Regions from separate parts of the Anser cygnoides genome. Here region 2 is linked to region 1. The links are chromatin contacts, called in public Hi-C maps. All regions are on one chromosome and are shown on one strand. The core of a region is the stretch at or near the end of the contact, and the rest is flanking DNA. Distances in the headings are between cores, read along the strand shown.

Region 1 (7,222 bases), core at 3,079-5,578:
TACTTAGGTTTGGATAATCCGATTGCCTAGTTTCATCAGAACTTGAACATGGACTGTTTTAAACGAGCTGAATGTACCCTGTTATCATTAAGATAATAGCTGAACCATTTGGAAAGTGTTCTCTTCATTATTTTTTCATTTTCTGAGCAAAGGATGCAACGGAAAAGGTAATATCTGAAGATAATGTTTTTGCTTATCTTCTGGACTGAATTGTTATTCGTTGCCATCATCTTTATGATGTCAGGACTTACTGTGCACGAAATGTTCTGTCAAATTCTGGAGCTCCAGTGACAGCTGGGGGCATGACCTTGTGCTTCATTCTTGATTTTCCCACCAGCCGAGCAAAATGACCTGTAAGCAAAAATAAAGGCTCAAGGATGGCACATTTCCTCTTTTTTTTTTTTTTAAAGGCAGCTCAGTTGAGTTTCTAACACATCTGTTTTATTTTTTTAATAGCAATCATTGTTCTTTTGTTCTTTCTGCTATATCTGATGGAAATAGACCAATGATAGATAAACTATTTTTCCCCTACAGAAGTTCTGTTCTTGCCTTCAGGAGTAACTTACTTATGAGGAAGGGGAAAAATTGCTATTTCAGAGCTAGTGAAAGAGCTCACCTGTTTAACTTTAAAGCTTTCTGGGTACCTGGAGTTGTTTTCCAAGCCATGTCATAGCCACCCTGTGCAAGAAACTCGTGCTCTACTTTTATCCTAACTTTATTTGGATCCAGAAACAAGACACCCACCTGAGTTCCCTAAAAAGACTGTCTAACAGGCAAGCCTAGAGCATGCCTTCTGTCTTCCCTTCAGAGAACAGTGGCATTAAAACACAGCTAGAGATATCAGCGGTGCTGCCCCGTGCACATCTTACGTCTTTGCCTCCTGGCTAAAGCCTTGTCCCAAAAATGAAGCTTTCCATCTGTCTTCTCCACATGTAAGTAATTACTTTTAACCTTTCCCTCCAGAGCACCTCGCTACAGGACCTCTCATTGTATTTGCATCCAGCGAGACCTCCTCCGCTCCCACCCACGCTCTTTGCTGTGCCTGGTGATTCATCCCAACGTGCCACCTTGCGGCACTTTCAGGAGGGAAGAGTGGTAGTGGGGAGGTGGGGGAGCATGCTTCATGGAGACCGAGGCTCATAGCAGCACAGGAGTTCCTTTTAGAAGTGTTTTCCTGGAAAACACTAAAGTTGCTTTTTGGCTTCTGCCACTTTCAAAAGTATTACTATAATTTTTTTTGTCTGGCAAATGCTGCCTGGCTCATCAGCCAGAAGTGGTAGGTGAGCCCTAGTGTTTTGTAGCAAAGGCATTTGTACCCAGCAATGCATTCCTTGTTTTTTGCCTCACTGAGCCCTACAAGTCTTACGACCAGTCTGGGACCATTTTTTTTCTGCTGAGGAACTAAGGCAAACCAAGGCGACTCCTTGCATCCAAATTAGCTGAGAAAAAAAGCCTTGAAAGGGTGCTGGATGAACTAAGCCTACTGAGGAAAACAAGGAGATTAAGGCAGTGCAAGGGCCAAATCGTTCTTGTTTGTTCAGCACGACTAACCGAAGCAAATCCCCAAGGCCATGGTGCAACCCTGGCCTCAGCCGTACCGCGGGTTGCCCTTGGTGTTGCCTGCTGAGCAAGCATCTCGTTGAGGGGCAGAGATCGCACGTGGGAGGCTCTGGTTAACCACGTGTGGCACTGGGTTTGTGGCCAGGCTGTGGCAGCGCGGCCACCCGGTGTAAAACCTGCTCCTGAAGCATTTTCCACTGGGATCAGAGAGGAGGGACCCTGCTTCAGTGAGGGGCAAGTGGGTTCTCACCTGCCAGTGAAAACCAAGCTGTGGCACCGTGTGGGGGACCAGGGTCATGCCTGTCACCTTAGAAGAAAAGGTGAACCCCATGTGCAGAACAGGACAGGTGCCAGCCAGGGACTTAAAAAGAGCTGAGGAGAGAAATAATTGCTGTATTTTTGGTTAACTGAATGCAACTTGCCTTTCGGTTCCATTCTGGTGAATGGAAAGCAGTGATGTGGCTCCAAGTGTAAGTTCTGTGATGATGGTTTAACAAGGGCTGAAATAAATAACAAAGCAATGGGAGAGCCCTGCTGCCCACCCACTGGAGGTGCTGTTGTGAGCACGCCAGAAAGCATTGCCGCAGGAGGAAGTAAAGATTTCCCCAGCCTTTTTCTTCCCCTGTATCGACGTGTTCAATTCTAGCAGGCTAAATGACGTGACTGCGGTAGTTACAAAGTATGCGCCACTTGCCTTTGCTGGCCTTTTCTTTTTTCTTGGCTTTCATTTTCAGGTGGCGTTTATGGTTACTGTGTTAATATCCTTACACTAAAAATGCAGGATAAATCAGGCTTTCAAGGAACATTGCTCAAGTATTTTGTGTTTAAAAAGCCTGTAGAGAGGCTGATTCTTCTATTACAGTATATGATAGCGCATGCTAATTTGCAACTTAAAAATAAATAAATTTTTGAATAACTCACGATTCTGAGACACAAAACCTTGTCTTTCTGTATCTCTGATGATGGTTAAGTGAAACCTGACTTGCAGCACTGCTTCAGAGAGGTTGTCTTGCCTGTAGCAACTTTCTAGCTCGGGACCAGAGGCTCAGCAGAATAAACAGAAGAGCAAACAGAGCACTAAGTGCTGTGTATGTTGTATTTTGTTCACAGCAATTGGTCACGCTCTGCACTGCGTCCCTTACACGAGCTGGTTATAGCACATGCTTACACTACCAGCTTCACAATGCTCAGCTGAACTCACAATAGTTGATCTGTGTTGGTTTATCCATGCTAAAAGTAAACCACGCTGTGATTTAAATCAGATTAACAGATCAGGTTCTTACCAAGGTTTCTCTCTGGGCTTGATGTTGGACTGCCCAATGTGTAAGTTAAAATACAGGTTATCCTGACTTTTCAGTGATTTTAACTAGAATAACTAATATGGACCAAACACCACAAGGAAGTGTGTATTTTTACCTCCCTTCCCCTTTTTGGTATCTGCACAATTCATTGTGTTTTCAAAAGGCACTAGGTTTCCACATAATGTGTGTTTTTGCTTTTAACTCTTAACATTTCTGTGCTAAAAGTCAGGGCAGGCAAGTTGAACTTTCACAGAAGTTGATGGTAAATATTGCCACCAGCCAGAAATAGCAATGTTTTGTGCAGATCACAAGAGTGTGTTACAGCTGATCTGACGACAGAAAAAGAATGTAAATTTTAAGTGCTTTCTACTTGCTTTCTGTTGTGTTGGGCTTTTTTTTAACCTGGAAGGGTCACATTCTCAGGCTTTTTTTTTTTCCTGCTAGGTACAAGTGTTTCAGCAGCTGAGGCTTTCAGAACAAACAATTGCATCACATCCGTTAAGTTGCAGTGCTATAGATATTTGGAAAAAAGATGAAGCAATTACTTTTAACTTGCTCTAATCTCATCCTAGTATACTGCAAATGCCTTCAAAGAGCATCATGTTTCTTGATGTAAACACAACTATATGAATCAATGTATATAGAAGAAAATAATTACAAGAAGTAAAAACGCTACCACAGTTACATGAGAGATGCAAATCAAAAAGAGTGCTGCAGATTTGCCCACTTCTTTTCCTGGTCCTTGATTCTCAGAGGTACATCAGCAGGGGATAAAATATTTCTTTAAGATCCAAATAGATTTGTAATGAGGAGGATGTGCTGCAGAATACCTTCTATTCTTGCTGCCTGGTGTAAAAGTTTGCTTTCCTCTTCCCTTTCAGGTACTTAGCGTGCGTCTGGCTATTTCAGGAAACAGTACAGTGCTTTCAGTCCAGCGCTGGTGTACTTGATTTGACAAATTTACTCTCAGTTTTTGAGGTTTTGGGTTGCATAGCTGCCTACATAAGAATCGAAACCAAGACACGATGTGGCCGTTGGGTAACTTTACAGCTAGTTGCGAGCTCTCACAATAGTACGATTCAAAAGAGTCAGCAAACAAAATGGAATTGAAAATAAATTAGTTTCTCCCACGGGGAAAAGTAACCTGTCCCACTGAGCCAACTCCCTCTCGGGCTACAGAGAGGGCAAACAATGCTCCAGTGAGAAACGACTTAGGAGGCACCAGAAATTAAAGTTACACGACAACCAGTTTGTCATCACATAACATCCAGAACTGCAGAATCGGCGCAAACCTCCCCGAGCCCCAGCCCTGCAGCCCCGCAGATCTTACATTGCTGGAAGGCAGACAGGAGGGAGACAGCAGCCAGCAAGGTGAAGTCACCAGCCATGATCCCGGCGACTTCCGCGTGCGAGCAGGGTGTGTGTGGAGGGGAGAGAGCTCAGAGCTCGAGTGAGCAATAAGGAAAAACAACAGGTGGGGGAGTTGCAGTGCTTTTCGGCACCGCAACAAAGGAAATAAAATAGCCCGGCTTTTTAAAATGAGTGCAAAATTACAGCCATTTTTCTCTCATGAAAAAGTTCAAATGCAGTCAGGCGGCTCTGCCTGCCTCTTGCCTGCGTGAAAGCACAGAGAGAACAAAACCAGCCATGCCTGCCTCTGTGGATTCAGCTGTTCTTTTAAGTCTTAGACTTCAGTTGTAATCTCTTTGGGGGCGAAGACTTTGTTCCCTGTTTGTACAGGGTCTAGCGCAGCGAGGTCTGCATCCATCACCGGTGGTGCTGCTCTGAAGAAGCAGGTGCAGGAGACGTGGCGGGGGGAGCGCAGCTTTGTACTGTCCCTACCCTTGATTTACGGTTTTGCCGAGTATGTACAACTTGGGCTCCTGTGGGCGACATGACAGCCGCTTACAAACAGTCACTGCGCAGAAGGAAATCGCTCAGGGTAGTTCAAAGGGTAAAACAACTGAGAAAGAAAAATCTCCCCTCGTTTTATTGTCTGGAGTACGTTTCCTGTAGTTTATGCCTAGGACTAAAATTAGGAGAGATTCTCTCAAGGATTTTTTTTTTTTTTAATCAGCTAGCTTTAACTAACAGGAATCTTAGTGTTGTTAGCCTTTGTGATCCCATGAGTCCACCAGAACAAAACCAGTGTAATGTGTTTGTTTTGGTTGTTTTGGTTTTTTTGTGTGTTTGTGATTCCAGGATTATCTGTCTGCATTGTCTCCAACTGACATTACAGTGGGGTATTTCCTTGACGTTAGTCAAATATGTTAATTTTGAAGGCAAAAGTAAAAAGAACTTTAAATCAGTTGTTTCATTGTAAAAATTGTCACGGTAAAATTTGTTGGGTGTTAATTCAGTATATTGTTCTTTCTAAAGATTGGAACAGTAGGTATACTTTAATAACAGCAGTTGAATGTTGGTGCTTTGTAACTCTTTAAGTGCTGATTTATGCACTTTAATTACTGTTCTTGTAGTAAGGGGTTGGCCTTCTGACAAGACAGTTTCTCGGCTTTTAGAGGCTGGCTCAGGATGTTCAAAGCATCGTCACCCTGCCAATATAGGGGAATGGTGGAAAACTAACACAGGGCTGGCTATTGGAAAGTTTGAAAGGTCAGTTTGAAAAGTTAAACCCATAAGAGCTAAGCATTTTAAGGCCAGCTGACACTGAAGTCATGTTTTCTTTCCGACATCATTCAAAGTACGTGAATTTCAAAATGGCAATGGGCATGTGAAGTCCACCAAAGTTTGATTTAAAGGTAGGCAGGAATATAATCTAGGATAGGGATTAAACCCGCAGAATCGTTATAAAATACATGGCCATTACGGCTGAGCTAGGGTATGCTTAAGAACATGTTCAATTTCTGCTGGTAGCAGGGAGTTTGTAGTTGCCTATAGATTTATATTGCCATTGGTCAAATGTGGTCCACAGACAATTTGATATAGAGTTATGCTTCCTCCCTGTGAAACTCAGTAACAGAAAATCGGATCACACACAAAATAAGGCTTTTAGGCTGGGTTTATTTCTGATTGTGCAAATACAGTAGTATCTTGGATGCCCAGAGCTTTTATGATGTGTGTAAGCCCCAATGTATAAATAAATGCCAGGATCAACTAAGAGGTTTCTCCAGTTATGTCAGGACATTTTGGCAGCTTGTCTGAGGCTGATTCCTCAGCTTGCTCTTAAGGAATGTCATTTGATTTTGTATTTCCGCCGCTTGCATGTATTTTATGTGTGCGTTGCTTATCTCTGCTGTTGTAAATGCATGCGTTTTCTCCAGCTGCCTAAAGCCAAATAGCAAGAAGAGAGGCTCTGAACAGTGAAATGCAATGTGAAATCAGAAATACTGGTGGGACCTTACCACGCTTTGGTGGTGTTTTAGTCCTGCACCATACTTCCCCTGTGTGCTCCACAGGGACAAACGGTCTCTCCCAGCGTAGTTTACAGCAGTGGAAACTGAGCCATTGGGTAGGGAAGGGACTGGCAAATTTCACAGAGCAGCTGTGTCAGAGCTGGGAGTCTGCGTAGCCCCAGCATTTATGGGAAATTCGTGTCTCTTGCTGACCTGTGCTTCCCTGGCAGACCTCTGCAAGAAGGCTGGCTCTTCTGTCTGTAGAGAAGCTGCTGTTGACCCAGCAGTGAAGGCAGATCCCAGCAGGGTGGCAGAGCTGCTGTCACAAGAGAGCAGATGGTTGGGGTAGTGAGACCAAAAGCATTTTAAGCATGAAACCAGGCTGATCAAATAAGCTCTTTTAATGGAGTTACACTGTCAAAGCTGCTCAGTTTTTGTCTCTGGAAGAGCTGAAAAGAGCTTTGCAAAGGGCAGGATTCAGTCTGTGCTGGGGGTGTAGCTTCTTAAAGGCCAGTCCCAACTGGCAGTGCAGCATCTTTTATTTTTAAACACCTCTAGGAGACAGGCTCTGAAGAATAGAAGCTTCTGGCTGGAAGGGAAAACATCTGAACTCTCATATATTTCATTGGAAACATTTATAGGGTAAATCAACACTATTACAATGTATGAGGCTAGCTCATGTGTCAAAAGCAGTTTAGCTACAGCAGTAACAGTAGTGAGCTCTGCGGTTTATTAATTTACTCTATCTTAAAACGATATATAACAAAGAATGTGGGCCTGTGTGGCATTGGGCCATACCCAGCCTTTAAAATTATCAGAACTATGAAACAGGTGAAAGAGGAAGAAAATACTTCTATTCCTTCAAATATCCCTCCTGCTACCTCCTAAATACTAGTTTGTCACCCTTGTCTGGCACTGTCATGCTCATACTTCACGCTGGCCCTCAGAGAAGGGATGAACAGTCTGTTTTAAGGTCTGATTATTCAGAGTCCTCTGCTTTGCAGACAT
Region 2 (7,222 bases), core at 1,843-4,342, 230 kb before region 1:
TTAACTACTCTGGAGACAATGGTGTTACTCTCTTTTGACTACAGGTGTATTAGGCAACATGCACATAAGTAGCTTATAGGAGTAACTGAAGTACACCTGATTTGCTCGCTTACATATCTGTACCCAAGAGAACCTTCAGCAGAAATCTTTTGAAACCCTTTTTATTGTGTAAGGATGCGTCGTCCAGACCCAAGAGGGTGTCTGTCAGGTGGCTTTCAAAGTTACATTCAGTGAACACGCTGAGCTGTGGACGCCAGGTTAGGCTTCCAGCAGATACCCGTGTCACCGTGCCGTGCATCGATTTAGACATAAACCGTTTAATTATAGTTGGAGCTTTCGGAAAGGTTTCTACCCAGGTGGCCACTCAGAAGGTTAATCTGCTGCCCGAGATGGTTCGAAACTTGCTGCCACAAAACCTACAGCTTCCAACCTGAGTGGCAGCACCAGGAATTAAATCTCTGGTTCCTGATACAGTGTGATCCGTGTTTATCCTCCTGGTATTTTTAATGTTTGCCCATCTAGTGGATAACCCCTAGCTCAGCTGACAAAGGGGAAGTGGTTTCAGTGTGTTGCTCTGCAAAGACTTATTTTCTATATTACTTCTGGAGCTCCTCCCACTAATACGACTAGCTAGATTATCTGTAAGGCTGTACTTGTTCTGAAGCCACTATTGATTAAATGCTGAGATGAATTTTTTTTAGAAGCTGTCATTGGAACATGCTTAGGCTGCATTTGCTGTCAGCTTAACAGTCATGTTTCTGTGTCTTCCTCTAAATTCCTCTCCCAGCTGGGCTCTTTCATATCTTAGCATTAAAATAGATTCTTCCTAATTAGACAGATCTCTGTCATGATAATCATCTTGAGAACGTATGCTGTATTTTCATACTGCGTATCTTTTCACAGATCGGGCCTGCACTTTATAATTTTTCAAAATCGTAACTCACTGAATAGATCCTTTACCAAGCAATCATCTCCTGTAACCAGCAATTAGCGTCCTGTCAGCTGATACTGGTAGGCATTAGTGTTCAACTGCTGGCATCAGCAAGTTCATCTTATATCACTTGGACCTCCGATGTATTTGATTCCTTTAAAATTCCAGTCGTGACGGTAGTTTTCTGAAGCTGATGCTCGGGAAGAAAAGAGCGTAGAGCAAATGCAAATATTTCCACGTGCAAGGTGAACTACTGCATAAAAAGGTGAGTGCTCACAAGACCATGGTCACGGATATAAGTGCACACATCTATCACGAGTGAGTCTGTGCTTGTGTCTGATTACAGAGTTGTTTGGTCAAGGCTGCGAGGAACATCTGTTTGGATGACGACAGGCGGTAGCAGAACAGCACTGAAGTCTCTCTCCTCCTTGCCTTGTCCAAGCTCCAACCTGACGTTTTCTTTTCAGCTTGTATTTATTCAGACTCGCTGGCTTAGCAGAAACGTTGTCCTTTGCAAAAATTGAATTTAAATAGTTCCCTAAATAGCAGTTTTTGGCCATGTTTCTTCAGAAGCCGGTAATTGTTTGTGTAAGTATCCTTAAAATAAAAGCAACGCAAAAATGAACTGTGAAATCTCATCTCTATTATGCTGCTTTACAATTGCCATTCAGGACTTGGTTTTAAAAAGAAAACTCTCCTGTTGGATGAAAATTATTACTTGTAGCTCCTGGGTTCTGAATGACGACTGCAAAATGACACAGGTAATGGACGTTTTTATGAAGTGCTAATTCTGTTGATTGTCTTTAGACACAGGGATAGTGCTCTGTCTTCTACAAGGTTGCGCTGTAGACTAATGCAAGTATCACCACTTTTGCTCTTAACATGAATGGGGAAACAGAGGGCTACAATTTTGCTCGGCTTTGTTTCAACCTCAGCCAGTTCAAACGTGTCTTTTGATCAGAATCAACCGTTTTTAGAACGTATTCAGATGTTTTTCACAGACCTGATGATGCATCTGTTTGCAAGACTTCAAACATTAAGCGCTTTGGTTACTACCAACCTGTTGCTCAAATCATCGTCCCCTGGCGGAAGCAAAATAGGTAGATGAGAGACTTAACAACAACAAAAAAAAGCCTAAATTCAGAGTATGCTGGAATTTAATTCTCTAGCAATGCAGCATGCACTTGATATAGCATGTCGTGCTCGCTGCCCAAGCGGAACGCGGAAAGTTTGGGATGTGTTACTCCGTGTGGCCTGAGAAGCGATGCATATTGTTAGTCGTGAGGAAAACAAGACAGCTGCTGGGACATGCCCCAGGGAGCAGCCCCTACAAGTAGCAGTAACAGCACGGGGATAACCGGCAGCCCTCCGGCGTGTCTCGGTGTCCCGGCAGAGCTGGGCTCGGAGCAGCGCTGCAGCGAGCTGTCTGCGTGCCGGCTGCGGGCTGCAGGGGGCACTGCGGAGGAGCCCAAAAAAGTACTGGGAAGTTCAACCTGAGCGGCGCCGGCCGAGGCGCTGGCCTGCCGGCACTCCGCTTCCACAAAAACCACCAGGACAGCCCCCGGGTCTCCCCGCCGGCCCTCGCATTCGGCCTTTTTACGCGCGTTTGTCTGCAGGAGAGCAACGCAGGGGTGTTTTGGGGCCGGAGGGAGGACTGAAGAGGTTCCCCCGCAAGCGAGGCAGGGCTCGCAGCCCCCCCCCGAGCACAGCTGGGGCTGCTCCCCGCGTGCTGAGCGAGGGGCGAGCGCCGGGAGCAGCCGGCAGCTACGCTCCTCGGGCTGCTGCTGAAGGAAAGTTGGAAGGGGGGAGAGGGGGGCAGGCAGGCCCCTTGGTCCCGGGGGGGCCTCGCAAGGTGCGGCCGGCCGGTGCCGTCGCCGCCGCGATGGGGACGAGGCGAAAAGCAAATGTCACCCGCCGAGCGGCTGGAGCAGACAAAGCCGGCTGCGGAGCAGCGCCCCGCGCCCCGTGCTCCCCGGTTCCCGATCCCCCTTAGGAGAACGAGGGGGGCGTCCCCGCGGGCAGGAGCCCCGCGGCCCGGGGGAGCCCTCCGGGGGGTGCGGGCCCCCTCCGGCCGCGGGGAGCCGTGCCGGGGGAGCCGTCCGCTCCTGCCGGGCGGCTCCGCGCCGGGTTTTGCACCGCGTCCCCGGGTCTGCCTCCCCGCCGGCCCGGGGGAGCCGCCGCCGTCCTGCTAGCGCTGCGCGGGCACGGCGGGAGGAGGAGGAGGAGGAGGAGGAGGGCGCTCGATCATTGTGATGGTGGCAGGAGCGGCGGCAGGAGCAGCAGCAGCAGCAGCAGCGCGCAGAGCGGAGCGGCGCGGCACGGGCTTGGCGCTGGGGCAGCGCCCCGGAGCCTCGCTGCTGCTGCTGCCCCCCCCGACCCCGGCCCCGGCCCCGGCCCCGGCCCCGGCCCCGGCCCCGGCCCCGCGGGCGCTCGCCGGGCTCCCCCCCGCCGGTATGCGGCCGGGCGGGCAGCGGGCGCGGCGCGGCGGCGGCCCCAAAACTTTTCTCTAGGCGGGGAGCCCCGGCGCCGGCCCCCCCGCCCCGCTCCATGCCGGGGGGGCGCGCGGCGCGTGCCCGGCGGAGAACCGGGGGTGGGGGGGGGCGCGCGTCCCCGCGTCCCCGCGCGCGTGCATGCGGCTCGCTCCCCGGCGGCGGAGCGGTGTCCGGGGGCAGGAGGCGGTCCCGCGGCGATGGGCGATGGGGGGCAGGCAGCGGCCCCGTAGCGCCCGGGGGCGGCCGCCCCAGCAGCAGCAGCAGCAGCACCGGCAGCGGCAGCAGGAGCAGCAGCAGCAGCACAGCTGGCCGTGCGGGTGGCCGCGCCGCCGGCGATAACCTCCCGGCACCTCCGCTCGCCGCCTTCCTCCCTCCCTCCCTCTCTCCCTCCCTCCTCCTCCTCCTCCTCCCTCTCCTCCTCCTCCTCCTCTCCCCCCCCGCCGCCGCTCGCTCCCCGCTTCATGTTTTGGAGAGCCTCGAGGGGGATTGGCTGGGGGCGAGGAGGGACGCTCGCCGGGGCTCGCCGCTCGCCCGCTACATGCCGGCGCCCCCTCCTCCCCCCGGCGGCCCTCTGAAAAGTATCCCGCCGGGACCCCGGAGGGGACTGCGTGCGCGCCGGGGGCAGGCTCCAAACTTCTTCCAAAATAGTGCGCGCGGGGCAGGCGATGGGGGATTTCGCGGCCCCCGCCGCCGCCTCCAACGGCGGGGGCATCTGCATCAACAATAACCTGGGCGGCGGGCTCGGCGGGGCCGCTCTCGGGGTCGGCGGCGCCCCCCACGGCCCGCCCGCCGCCGCCCCCGGGAACAATGCTGCCGGCGGCGGCGTCCCCAAGCACAGCACGGTGGTGGAGCGGCTGCGGCAGCGCATCGAGGGCTGCCGGCGGCACCATGTCAGCTGCGAGAGCAGGTACCAGCAAGCCCAGGCGGAGCAGCTGGAGCTGGAGCGCAGGGACACGGTGAGCCTCTACCAGAGGACGCTGGAGCAGAGGGCCAAGAAGACGGGCGCCAAGCAGCAGCAGCAGCAGCAGCAGCAGCAGCAGGGCAAGCAGCAGCAGGATGCCGAGCCCGCCGCGGCGGAGCAGAGGAACCACACGCTGATCATGGTAAGGGCAGGGGGCGGCACGGGCCCCCCACCGGAGGGGAGGGAGGCTCGGCCTCGGGCACGGAGCGTGTGTGGGGGGGGGGGGGGGGGGGGGCGTTCGCGCAACTTGCATGGAGCGAGCAAACTTTTTGTTGTGTTTTTATATTTTTTTTTTGGGGGGGTGGGGGGAGCGGGGCCGTGGGGTGCGTGTTTTGGGGCGCGGGGCTCCGCTCCCCGCCGCCGGGAGAGGCCGGCAGCCGGCGCCCCAGGCGAGAGCAGGCTGCGCTCAGCCGCTTCCTAAAGTTTGCTCGGGTTTTAAGGAGCTCGGCGAGCGGCGGGGGGGGGGGGGGGGGCAGGGGGCGGGGGCTGAGCCGCACGGAGCGGAGCCGCGAGTAGGAAGCGGAGTTTCCCACTCCCAGCCCGCTCCCATGATGAATAATCAAAGGCGGCGCGGGGGGAGCCGCGACCCGCTGCCAGCGCCGGCCTTATTTATAGCAGGTCGCGGCCGGCGGCACGGCTCGGCACGGCTCCGGGGGGGCAGCGCCCGGGTGTCCCGGCGCCCCCCCCCCGTCCTCTCCCGGGCAGGGGGCAGCCGGGGCCTCGCCGTCTGCAGGGCGCACAATGGGCGGCGGAGCCCGGCGGGGAGGAGGAGGAGGAGGAGGAGGAGGAGAGGAGGCGTGTGGTTTACAAGCCCCGCACGTCCCTCCCTCGCTCCCTCCCCTGCCGCGCGGGGGGGTCCCGCAGGGCGGCAGCTGCCGCCGGCCCCCGCGGGGGGAACCGTGACGGAGCGGCGGGGGGCGGCCTCCCCGTCCCATTTCCATCCCGTCCCCGTCCCGTCCCATCCCCGTCCCGTCCCTCCGCGTCCCCTTCGCCCCCGGCCCGCTGCCGGCCGCTTTGTCCGCCCCGGGCGGGGAGGTGGGGACGGGGCCGGCCGGCGGCAGACAAAAGCTGGGCGCCGTGCGTGTGTGTGTGTGTGTGTGCGTGTGTGTGTGTGTGTGTGTGTGCGCCCCTAATCCCCCCCCAGCATCCCGCCCCGCCGCCCGGGAGCCGCCCGGGGGGGAGCCTGGCCAGCAGGAAGCGGAGCAGCCTCCCTGACATCTCGCCGCCTTCCTGGCGGCTCCTCCGCCTCCTCTGGGCTCTCCCGGGTCCCCCCCGGGGAAGAGCCGGGCGGCCCCGAGCGAGCCGAGCGAGTCGCTGCCTCCCCCTTCCCCTTCCCCTCCGGGGGCCGGGGGGGGGGATGCGCAAGGTGCGAAAGTTGGGGAAGCAAAGTGGGCAGAGCAGGGCAGGCGGCCCCGGCTGCCGCCGCCAGGGATCTGCGGCGCGGCGGGGGAAGCCCGGCTGCAGGGGAGGGCACGCAAACGGCGGGGCCGGAGCTGCGGCTGTGCCGGAGCTGGCAGCCCGCACGCCATTTATCTCCGCTTGGCGTGCACGGCGCTCTGAGCTTAAAGAGAAACCCCAGCGCTTTATCGGAAGGGACCCTTTCCCACCAGCCGCTGGGTTTTTAGGAGCATTTGCAAGAAGCGTTGTAGCAAAAATTGGAAGTATGATCTGCTGCGTTTCACCTGTAGAGTGTCGATTACGATATCTGGCTAACACCTGAGAACATGAGTACCTTCATAGGCACGTGAAAGTTGTACTTAAAACCTGGGAAACTGCTCCTTTCAGAGCAACTGGAAGGTATTCTCTTTGAGACTTTTATGGTACAAACAAAGTTCTTCACTTCTGACAACCACAAGTTTGCTAAGTTTCATAGTTGAAATGCATCGTGATTTCCATTTAATGAAACGGTTCAACTTTATATAATACTTCATTCCGGCTTGAGAAAACACAAAACAACACATTGGGGTTTTCTCCCTTTCTCTATTCTCTGGTGACCTCCAGCTGAGAGGTTCACAGTGACACAATCCTACGGGTCTGCTGGCGCGTTACTCCTCGCACAAAACCATCGTTAAATCCTTCCCTCCCGTTATTAAAGTGCACGTTCTGGAGCTGAGGCAGTCAGTTAGGACTCAACGACAACAAATGCAGTGAGAAACACCGTCTGCAATGCTTTTTCATCAGGAGGGCAAGGCAAATCCAAGGAAAGTATTACTGGAGCGTGTGCGTGCCCCCCTCCAAATTCAGAGACGGGGCCGGGCAGTGAGGTGCCCAGCAGACCCTCCCAAAAGGTGGGTAAAAGGCATCTGTAGAAGGCGATCGTCGTTGAAAGACACGCGCTCTGATTTTCTTCATTGGACGGAGTAGGAACTCTCCAGCGCGTACAGTGCTCCTTGTCACCACCCCCACGGGGTGCACCCTCGCTCCCTGAGTTCATGAAAGGGATTATGCATTTTCCACTGTTTAGGACTCTGTGTCAACTGACAGGCAGTTATCAATGGGAGCCTTTTTTTGAAAAGGCACGTAGGAGCATAGGCTCGCCTATATTTCGTAAAGTGCTGATCTATGCTAAATTTGTGTCTTGATACAGACCGAGCTTTCACTGGCTGAATTTTGGAGTATCTCAATTTATAGCTATTTTAGCCTATCCTACTTGAGGAGAACAGTGGGTTTCAGGGTTTCAACACTAGTTTGCTCCCATGCAGGCATCGATTGGGATGTGCACAAAAATTCTTTATAAATAGCAGGGAGAACTTTTTTTTTTTTTTTCCCCCCAGTCCAACCTGGCAAAAGCCAAAGTTGTTTTCCGTGCTTTTGAGTTGGATTATTAGAATGCTGTAC

What was found. A called contact is a pair of places that touch in the nucleus more often than the background predicts.
Region 2: a Hi-C map of liver shows a contact between it and region 1, with 1.7 times the contacts expected there. The contact joins the promoter of MAML3 here to the promoter of MGST2 in region 1. A contact is called at or near these places in 2 of 7 Hi-C or Micro-C datasets (both in liver).

The regions. Positions count from the first base shown.
Region 1 is chr4:40,970,509-40,977,730 of Taihu_goose_T2T_genome, reverse strand. It overlaps MGST2 (microsomal glutathione S-transferase 2), which reads right to left and starts at 4,328. Exons shown (of 5, transcript XM_013189180.3): 1 at 4,192-4,328; 2 at 252-351. The coding sequence starts at 4,249.
Region 2 is chr4:41,203,816-41,211,037 of Taihu_goose_T2T_genome, reverse strand. It overlaps MAML3 (mastermind like transcriptional coactivator 3), which reads left to right and starts at 3,092. Exons shown (of 5, transcript XM_048074966.2): 1 at 3,092-4,526. The coding sequence starts at 4,089. It overlaps LOC106046692 (a long non-coding RNA gene), which reads left to right. Exons shown (of 5, transcript XR_010831471.1): 5 at 904-1,379.